Regions from separate parts of the Zea mays genome. Here region 1 is linked to region 2. A link is a contact called in public Hi-C data. All regions are on one chromosome and are shown on one strand. The core of a region is the stretch at or near the end of the contact, and the rest is flanking DNA. Distances in the headings are between cores, read along the strand shown.

Evidence for each region. A called contact is a pair of places that touch in the nucleus more often than the background predicts.
Region 1: a contact with region 2 is called in a Hi-C map of leaf, with 6 times the contacts expected there. The contact joins the promoter of LOC100275414 here to the promoter of LOC100274229 in region 2. A contact is called at or near these places in 4 of 25 Hi-C or Micro-C datasets (bundle sheath, leaf and tassel).

What each region holds. Positions count from the first base shown.
Region 1 is chr1:41,365,921-41,369,637 of Zm-B73-REFERENCE-NAM-5.0, forward strand. It overlaps LOC100275414, which reads left to right and starts at 1,720. Exons shown (of 6, transcript NM_001367377.1): 1 at 1,720-2,808; 2 at 2,900-2,953; 3 at 3,092-3,145; 4 at 3,272-3,337; 5 at 3,423-3,717. The coding sequence starts at 1,808.
Region 2 is chr1:41,032,771-41,036,938 of Zm-B73-REFERENCE-NAM-5.0, forward strand. LOC100274229 reads right to left here and starts at 1,509. Exons shown (of 9, transcript NM_001148600.1): 1 at 1,246-1,509; 2 at 1,093-1,154; 3 at 880-970; 4 at 692-775; 5 at 537-590; 6 at 252-436; 7 at 71-153. The coding sequence starts at 1,299.

The DNA of each region.
Region 1 (3,717 bases), core at 470-2,969, 330 kb after region 2:
ATAACTCCACAGCACGAAATTGACGGCTGGGCTCGGTGGACCACCTGTCTTCTGTGTCACTGTGTGCTGTGATTGTCGGCATGTAGAATTTTTATGGAGCTTGTTTGTAGGTGCAGCGTCACTCTTGGAAAATCCGTCGGCTTAATTCCTTGCGCAGGTCGCACCAGCCACCACGCACTTGAGTTGCCTCTTTTGTTGGATGTGCCATGTTTTTTTAGCTTATAGAGTATAGTTGATCCTTTTGTTATGTACTAAAAGGGTGTTTGGGATGGCTCTAGATGTAAGCTACATTATCAATTTAAATAATTCTAAAAAATATTTTTAATTTAAATAATAAACAAAGAACTTTATCTAAATGTCTTCTAAAGCCTTATAATTCTATCTTCATAATTTTCTAGAGCACATAATGACCTGCTCTACTAACTCTACCGAATTTTTTAGAGTTGGAACTATTCTAAACATGGCTTAAGTATACCATTCTTGGGAAAATATTTCTTCCGGTGGTGGAAAAGTTATTACGCGTTGCTATAGCACTATACAAGTCGAGTCTTATATATGAATCCCACTTGTTCCGCTGCTTTCCATATAAATGGTATTTAAAGATCTAACACATGGAGTCAGGGTCTCGATCTTTTTATAGCCTGTTGTCATCAGTAGACTTCAATAAATATACTACAAAACACATTGTAAGTAGAAGAGAAATTAAAATATAGATATTGTGATATGTCTTCTCGGTCATCTTACTCTTTTTTTTCTCTTCTTCCTTTTTTTTTCTCCTTCTCAGTGACAGATATCTATTTTTTTCGTCTCTTTTCTCTCACTCCCACCTGTGCTCGCGCGGCTCGCCTGATGCTGTGGCTGGTCGTGCGGCTTGCCTAATGCTGCGGCTGGTCGGTCCACCGTCCAGCGCGGCCGTCGGCGTCCATGGCTGCGCGGCAGGGAAGGCTCGCCAGTGCAGCAAGGAAGGGGTTCGCCGGCGCTACACGAGAGAGGCGCACGAGGGCGGTCAGGACCGAGCGGTGCGGCCGTGCGCGAGCCAGCGTTGGGGGCGGACCGCACGTGGCGTGGGATGGCATCGGGAGGGAAGAAAAGAAACTCCGTGACCATGGGGATGTACAAATCTAATATTTTTGTGAACAATTTTTTTGGGTAGATCTGGCCTTTAGATTCAGAGTTTTTTTTTGTCATTTTGGATCCAATGATTATATAATATTTGATTTTTAAAAATAATAATACGCAGAACTGAATTTGGTTTTATGTGCAGCGCTTTGAGCTGTCCCAGTCGCTTAGCCCACACCTACCCCATGCCTCTTGTCACTTGTACTCCAAAAGGAAATTGGACGTGGTCGTCTGCACTGTTTATTCGTTGTTACTTTCGAGGACGTTGGTGTTACCGCAATAAGTCGTTAATATCTAAAGTAGGATATGCTTTTCCTAATACGGTTTGCTGACATGGTGGCAGACTGGCAGTGGTCACACAATTGTCCCGGTGGCTCAGGACAACTCCTGTCAGGTTCCGACGACCTATAGCCTCCTATTCCACGTCAACGACACGGCTTGTGTCCGGCTGCCCGCTGGGGAGTGGGGGGTGAACTGGTGAAGTTTCGTGGCACCATCCAGTCTTCAGCACGCCGCACGCGAGGTCAAGTCGTCGCTGAAAAGCCATATAAAAAAAAAAAGGGAAACTCCCAATCAGCACGCACGTTTCAGCATCCAGTAGCTAGAGCTGCAGGCTGCAGCCGTCAGCCGCACCCGAGGCCGAGAGCCCAGAGCCGAGAGGCGAGTTGGGCGGCTGTGCTGGCCGGCCATGGCGAAGCCAGGCGGCAGCGATGAGTCGTGGGAGTACAGTCTGCGCAAGTATCTCCTGCTGCTGGCCACGCTGGTGGCCACGGTGACGTACGGTGCGGGGTTCAACCCCCCAGGCGGCGTCTGGCAGACTGCCGACCCCGCCGTCGACCGCATCGCCGGCGACCCCATCATCCGCGACACGAACTACGCCCGCTACCTGTCCTTCTTCTACAGCAACGCCACCGCCTTCGCCTCGTCGCTCGTGGTCATCGTCCTCGTCCTCATCCTGTCCGTGCTGCACGACAACGGGGGAATCACCATGCTCGCGCCGCTGCTCGGCGTCCTCCGGGCCGTCATGGTGCTGGACCTGCTCAGCCTCATGGGCGCCTACGCGGCGGGGACGTTCCGGGACACGCTCACGGCGGTCTACTCCCTGGTGCTGTCGGCCGGCGTCGTCGCCTACCTCGTGGCCCACCTGGCCCTGGCCTCGAGGGCGCCGGCGGCCGAGGACAAGAGGGGGCAGAGCGCGCCGGAGCGGCTCCGCAAGGTGCTCATGCTCCTCGCCACGTTCGCCGCGAGCGTCACGTACGTCGCCGGCCTCAGCGCGCCGGGCGGCTTCTGGGACCACTCCGAGGACGGCCACCGCCCGGGCGACGCGATCCTCAAGGGAGGGCCCCACGACGCGCGCCTCAAGGCCTTCTTCGTCTGCAACACCACGGCGTTCGTCGCGTCCCTGCTCATCCTCGTCATGCTCCTGGAGAAGAAGCTCTGCTTCAGCCAGAAGGTGCGCTCCTACGAGATCTACGGCTTCATCGCCGTCACGCTCATCAGCCTCCTGGGGGCGTATGCTGCCGGCAGCAGCCGCCAGATCGACACGACCATCTATGTGAGCGCTCTTGTTGGTGCTGTTGCCGTGTGCATTCTCATCCAAGTGGTTTTCGTTTTGCTCTTCCAAGCAAATTCGACCGAGGGGCAACAAACACGAACTCAAGGTCCCCTAACAAATAATGGCAATGGCAGGTACAGTACTGGCAGAGGGACCTTGGAATTCGGTGCAATTTGTTCGTTCTATCGCCATTTTAATCTCACCGATTTCTCTGTAATTTATCAGTGATGAGCGTCAGCAGACTCAAGGTCCGCAAACAAGCATGGACAGTAATGACAGGTACGATCGGAAGCACATAAGTGCTATCTTTTATCTAAATATATATACACACTGCAAATTATTGGAATTGCAGTATGCAATTCAACGACATTTTAGTTGAATTTTTTTTATCGTATTGATTTTATTGTTATTTGTTAGGGATGAGCAGCAGCAACAAACCCACGGTCTGCAAACTAGTGATGACAATGTCAGGTACGGACTGGAAGAGCATATCCCTCATGTTCCAACTCTCCAAGTTTACTAGCAATGTTGCAGTATGCAGTTCAAAACTACTTCCCCTGCAATTTTGACGGGTTGGTTTTCACTGTCATTTATCAGTGACCACCACCAGCAGCAGCAACAAACTCAGAGTCCTCAAACTAGCAATGGCAATGGCAATGCCAGGTACAAACAGAGCAATGCAATTGGATTCTGGTCTCTCTATACTCTTTGATTGATGGATCTGTTTCTTCTCTTTATAATCCACCAGCGATGAGCATGAGAAGCAACAAAATCCAGCGCTGGAGAAGGCTCGCTCTCTTGTCCTGCTGCTCGCTACTCTCGCAGCGGCAATCACCTACCAAGCGGGCCTGAACCCGCCGGGTGGCCTCTGGCAGAGCAACGGCCGCCTCTACAAGATCGGTGATCCGATCCTCTTGACCACGAACCCCAGACGGTACAAGGCATTCTACTACTGCAACTCCGTCGCCTTCGTCGCCTCCTTGGTCGCCGTTATGCTGGTTAGGAAGAAGACACTGCACCACCACAACGCGCTGGAGGCCGCC
Region 2 (4,168 bases), core at 259-2,758:
ATCAAAAGCATAAAGGTGAAGATGCAGGGCAGCAGAGATCAAAGAGCTTGTATGAATAAAAAAGGCTTACTTAGCAGATCTGCTTTTGGTGCTTCAAAGCTGTCCAATTCAATATTATGGCTGCTCCCATTGAAGTCTATGTAGACACAGGAACTGAAAGAATAACATTGATGAAAATTCAGCTGTGCTGAATAAAGTAATAATAAGAAAGATACCTAATATCAGAAAAATAAACAAGCCATGTTACAGACCCTATGTCAAATTTTAAGATGTTGTAAGAGCTCTCCTCACTGAGTAGACTAAGGAGGCCCTCACTCCGGGACCTGCAGGTAGCACCTGCCGAAGACAGTATTGCTGACACTCCATAACTAGCTTTACTAGCAGCTTCATGTTCCTTCAGAATAGTTTGCTTCAGGCTATCGGCAATAATTGGAACCTTAAGCACAGTACATAAAGATTAGTCGGCATCACCTTACTACCAATAGTAAGCAATGGAGCATGTTTATGCATGCAGGGTGACTGCAGAACAAGTTTACCTTTGAGTCTTTCAGGCGCAGAACATCACCAGTCATAGCAACACGAGGAGGTGTCTGTATTCAACAACAAGACTAAAGTGCTTGTACAAGCGATGCGAGAAAAGCAAACGAGCAACAAATTCAAAGGCATCAAGTTGAAATTCATAGAGAAGGACCTTCGATGGCTTCAATAAGCTCGCAACTCGGCCACGGATCGGACTGAATACTGCAAGAGACCCCCGCTCATCGATTATAATGTTCTATCAAACACAAGATTCCACACAAGCAACAAATTTTAATGCAGTTTGAACAGCAACTACTATTTACCGAACACCATAAGTAAATGAAGAATTAAGAGTTTTACAATGTTGTGCATGTCGTTCTCGGGGACAATCAAGTAGGGCGTGCCCTTATGGATCATGTAGTGCACCCTCGACGTGTAAATCTCATTCTTGCTGCCCAATAGCAGTATAGCACCCCCAACAAAAAAAAAAACAATCAGGACAAACAGCTCTTACCGTTGAGACCTTATGCGCACAAATACACAGATGAAATGATAAGATACGAGCGTACGCACCTTCCCTTGTTGTCAGCCTTGACAGTGTTGAGGTGGGCTTCCCAACCGGCGGCCAAGATGTTCTGCGAAACCAGGGGCGAGGGAAGTAAGAGAAAGAACAGCAGTAGCTAAGTGAGGTGCGAAACGGTCGCTGATATTGCTCGCGAGCAGTACCCGGCACTTGTGACTGACGGAGAGGGCGACCGATTTGACCTTCGCCACCGCCATGGCCACGCGCACCAACTGGTTTCCGCGGTGAGGGCTCCGCAAGACAGAGTGGCAGAGAGCACCCGGCGATTGGAAGAGCCAGCGCTGTATCCAACAAGTCAAACCCTCCAGAAGTCGGCCCCAGTTTCACCGCCGTCGATGGAGGTCTTCGTGAGTCACCAGCGACGTTAGAGGCGACCGGGAGAGGGGGGGAGAGGGCGGCTGGGAAGGGGAAGGACGAAGGATGCGCACTCGCAGTCGCAGACACAATGGGGCAGTGCGGCAGGATGAGTAGACGGCCAATGGGCCGATGGGCCAATGGGGTGCTAGACCTCCCTGCTGCTTGGACGCAAGGGCCCAGTTGCCTGTTGGTGCATAAGTTGCACACTTGCACCCCGTCCGACCGCGAACCGCTCGTGACTAGGGTGTAATCGGATGGGACACGAGCATTACTTGTTCCATATGCTTTCCCTATTTTCTCTTTAAATTTAGATTGAATATAGATATTATTAAATTATATCGGATAAAATTTCAATGCATATCAATATCTTATTTAACTTTGAGAATATGAATACTGATAAAGATCGGATATGGATCAGATACTAAGTACACATACTCGGATACGTATTGGATCTAAGCTCTTCTAGACGAATCGAATTCAAATACGAACGAATAATATTCTAACCATTTACACCTCTATTTGTGACTTGGTTGTCTTAGACTCTCGGTGCGATGCGTGGTCGTCAGTTCGTGAACGACTCTTTAGTCTGTGTCCAACAGTAAGGGCGATCTCAACTTAAAATTTAAGTGGAGGCGTCCGCTCAGGTATATATATATATATATATATATATATATATATATATATATATATATATATATATATATATATATATATATATATATATGGAAGAGGTAATGGAAGCCCTGGGCTTCCCCTACTAATGGAAGCCCCAGTCAGGACGCGGTCGACTCAGCACCCGCGTGCTTGCGTCAGCCATGCAGTCAACAGCCAAGATTCTAGGACGATAAGCGTAACGCAATATACGAATGCATATATATATGAATAAAGATGCGTAAAACATACATAAAGGAATCTTTTGAAGCCCGAATCACGTGGAACGAATATGACACTGTGGACAGCGTTTACGACTACATAATGACATGTACTTGACAGTATAAATCATGCAGTATGTGGTTCTGGTTCTGGCTCGGGCGGATTCCAGCGTAAACCGTGGGCTAAAACAGCGTAAATGAGTATGAAATTTAGCGTAAATCCTATATCTGTTTTGTAACAACAAATGGGGCCTAAAATTAAGCAGTCGATCGTGAGCGGGGTCCTGGCTCGGGCCGATTCCAGCGTAAAACGTGAGCTAAAATAACGTAAATGAGTACGAAATTTAGCGTAAATCCTATATCTGTTTTGTAACAGCAAACGGAGCCAAAAATTACGGCGTGAAAATCGCGTGCAGCCGACCGTGCGCGGGTTCTGGCTCGAATGATTTCAGCGTAAAACGTGAGCTAAAACAACGTAGATGAGTACGAAATTTAGTATAAAACACGCGCACAATCTCATTTCGCAAAGAGATTGCTGTAAAACACATCAAAAAGTGTCATAAATTTGGCGTAAAACGCAGTAAGACTGTTTTTAATGGAAGCATAAAATACAACAAGAAGTGTCGTAAAATTTAGTTTGAAAATGCATAAATCATGATGGTCTCATAGGGCACTTGTTTTGTTCACAGTATATCAAAATATAAAGCACAACGATATTTTGCCAATATTGTTGCAATCATACACGATTTATTTGACATGACAAAAAACAAGGAGCTAGCCCTATCTTCGGTACTTCAGACATTTGGAACCATTAGCCTTTAGCTAGGTCGTGGTCCGAAATTGAAGAATCGCTGCTCGGCTCTTATCAAAACAGATCTGTGTAAGCCTGTATAAATCATAAAGACACGTCAGAATAAGCCTAAGTAAATCCATGAACCTATATACCAGTTTAATCAACAGGGAAAATGGAGGAGTAATTAAGTGACAGCAATTAGCTAGTTTATGTCCCTTACAAAACAATGCAGCTGGAGAAGCCTAGTGGACAATAAGAAGTTGTGAACCTATATAAACCCTATAGGCCGTAGCAAGTGCTAATATCATAAATTAACCCATGAGATACTATATTTTTCGAAGGAAGTGAGGACATTTCTTTCTTTAATAACCTTAATTTACAAAAATACAATGGACAAACTGCCAGCAAGTGAGGACATTTCTTTCTTTAATAAACTCTGTTATGCATACTTCCAATATTGCAGGACTTGAGAATCAAAGCCCTATTATGCACATATGCTGAATACAAAATTTATTCTTTTTCTTGAATCCCTAACACATAGTTGTAATACTTAAGTTGTCTCTACTAGAAATTGTATAACTAAAGAATAACAAATCTTACCGTTCAAAAGACTGGTGAGGTTGCCGAACAGCGCCGGGTGGAGCACGCCGGAGAGCAGCTCTAAGCCGAGCAGCTTCACTTGTTGATGCTGCTTCAATTTCAGCTATTTCTGATCTTTCTCCATTAATACCACCTGCAAAAAGTATAATTATATGCAAATATGGAAGATAATATGATTGATTACTCTAATTCACCATTTTTTCGCCAGCATACTGAGATCAGTCTTGTTCAGCTATTCACGAGTCGAGTCACTACTTTCCTTAGTAAAGCTCAACAGAAAATGGTATAATGATTAAAAGCATTCACCTAATAGACTAGCACAACTAAATACTACCTGGAAATTATGGTTTTATGATAATACAATGATGCTAAATGCTGGCGGAGGTGGGTGTAGCATATGTATGCACTATTACAAAGGAAGGTTTAAATTTAATAACTTGAAAT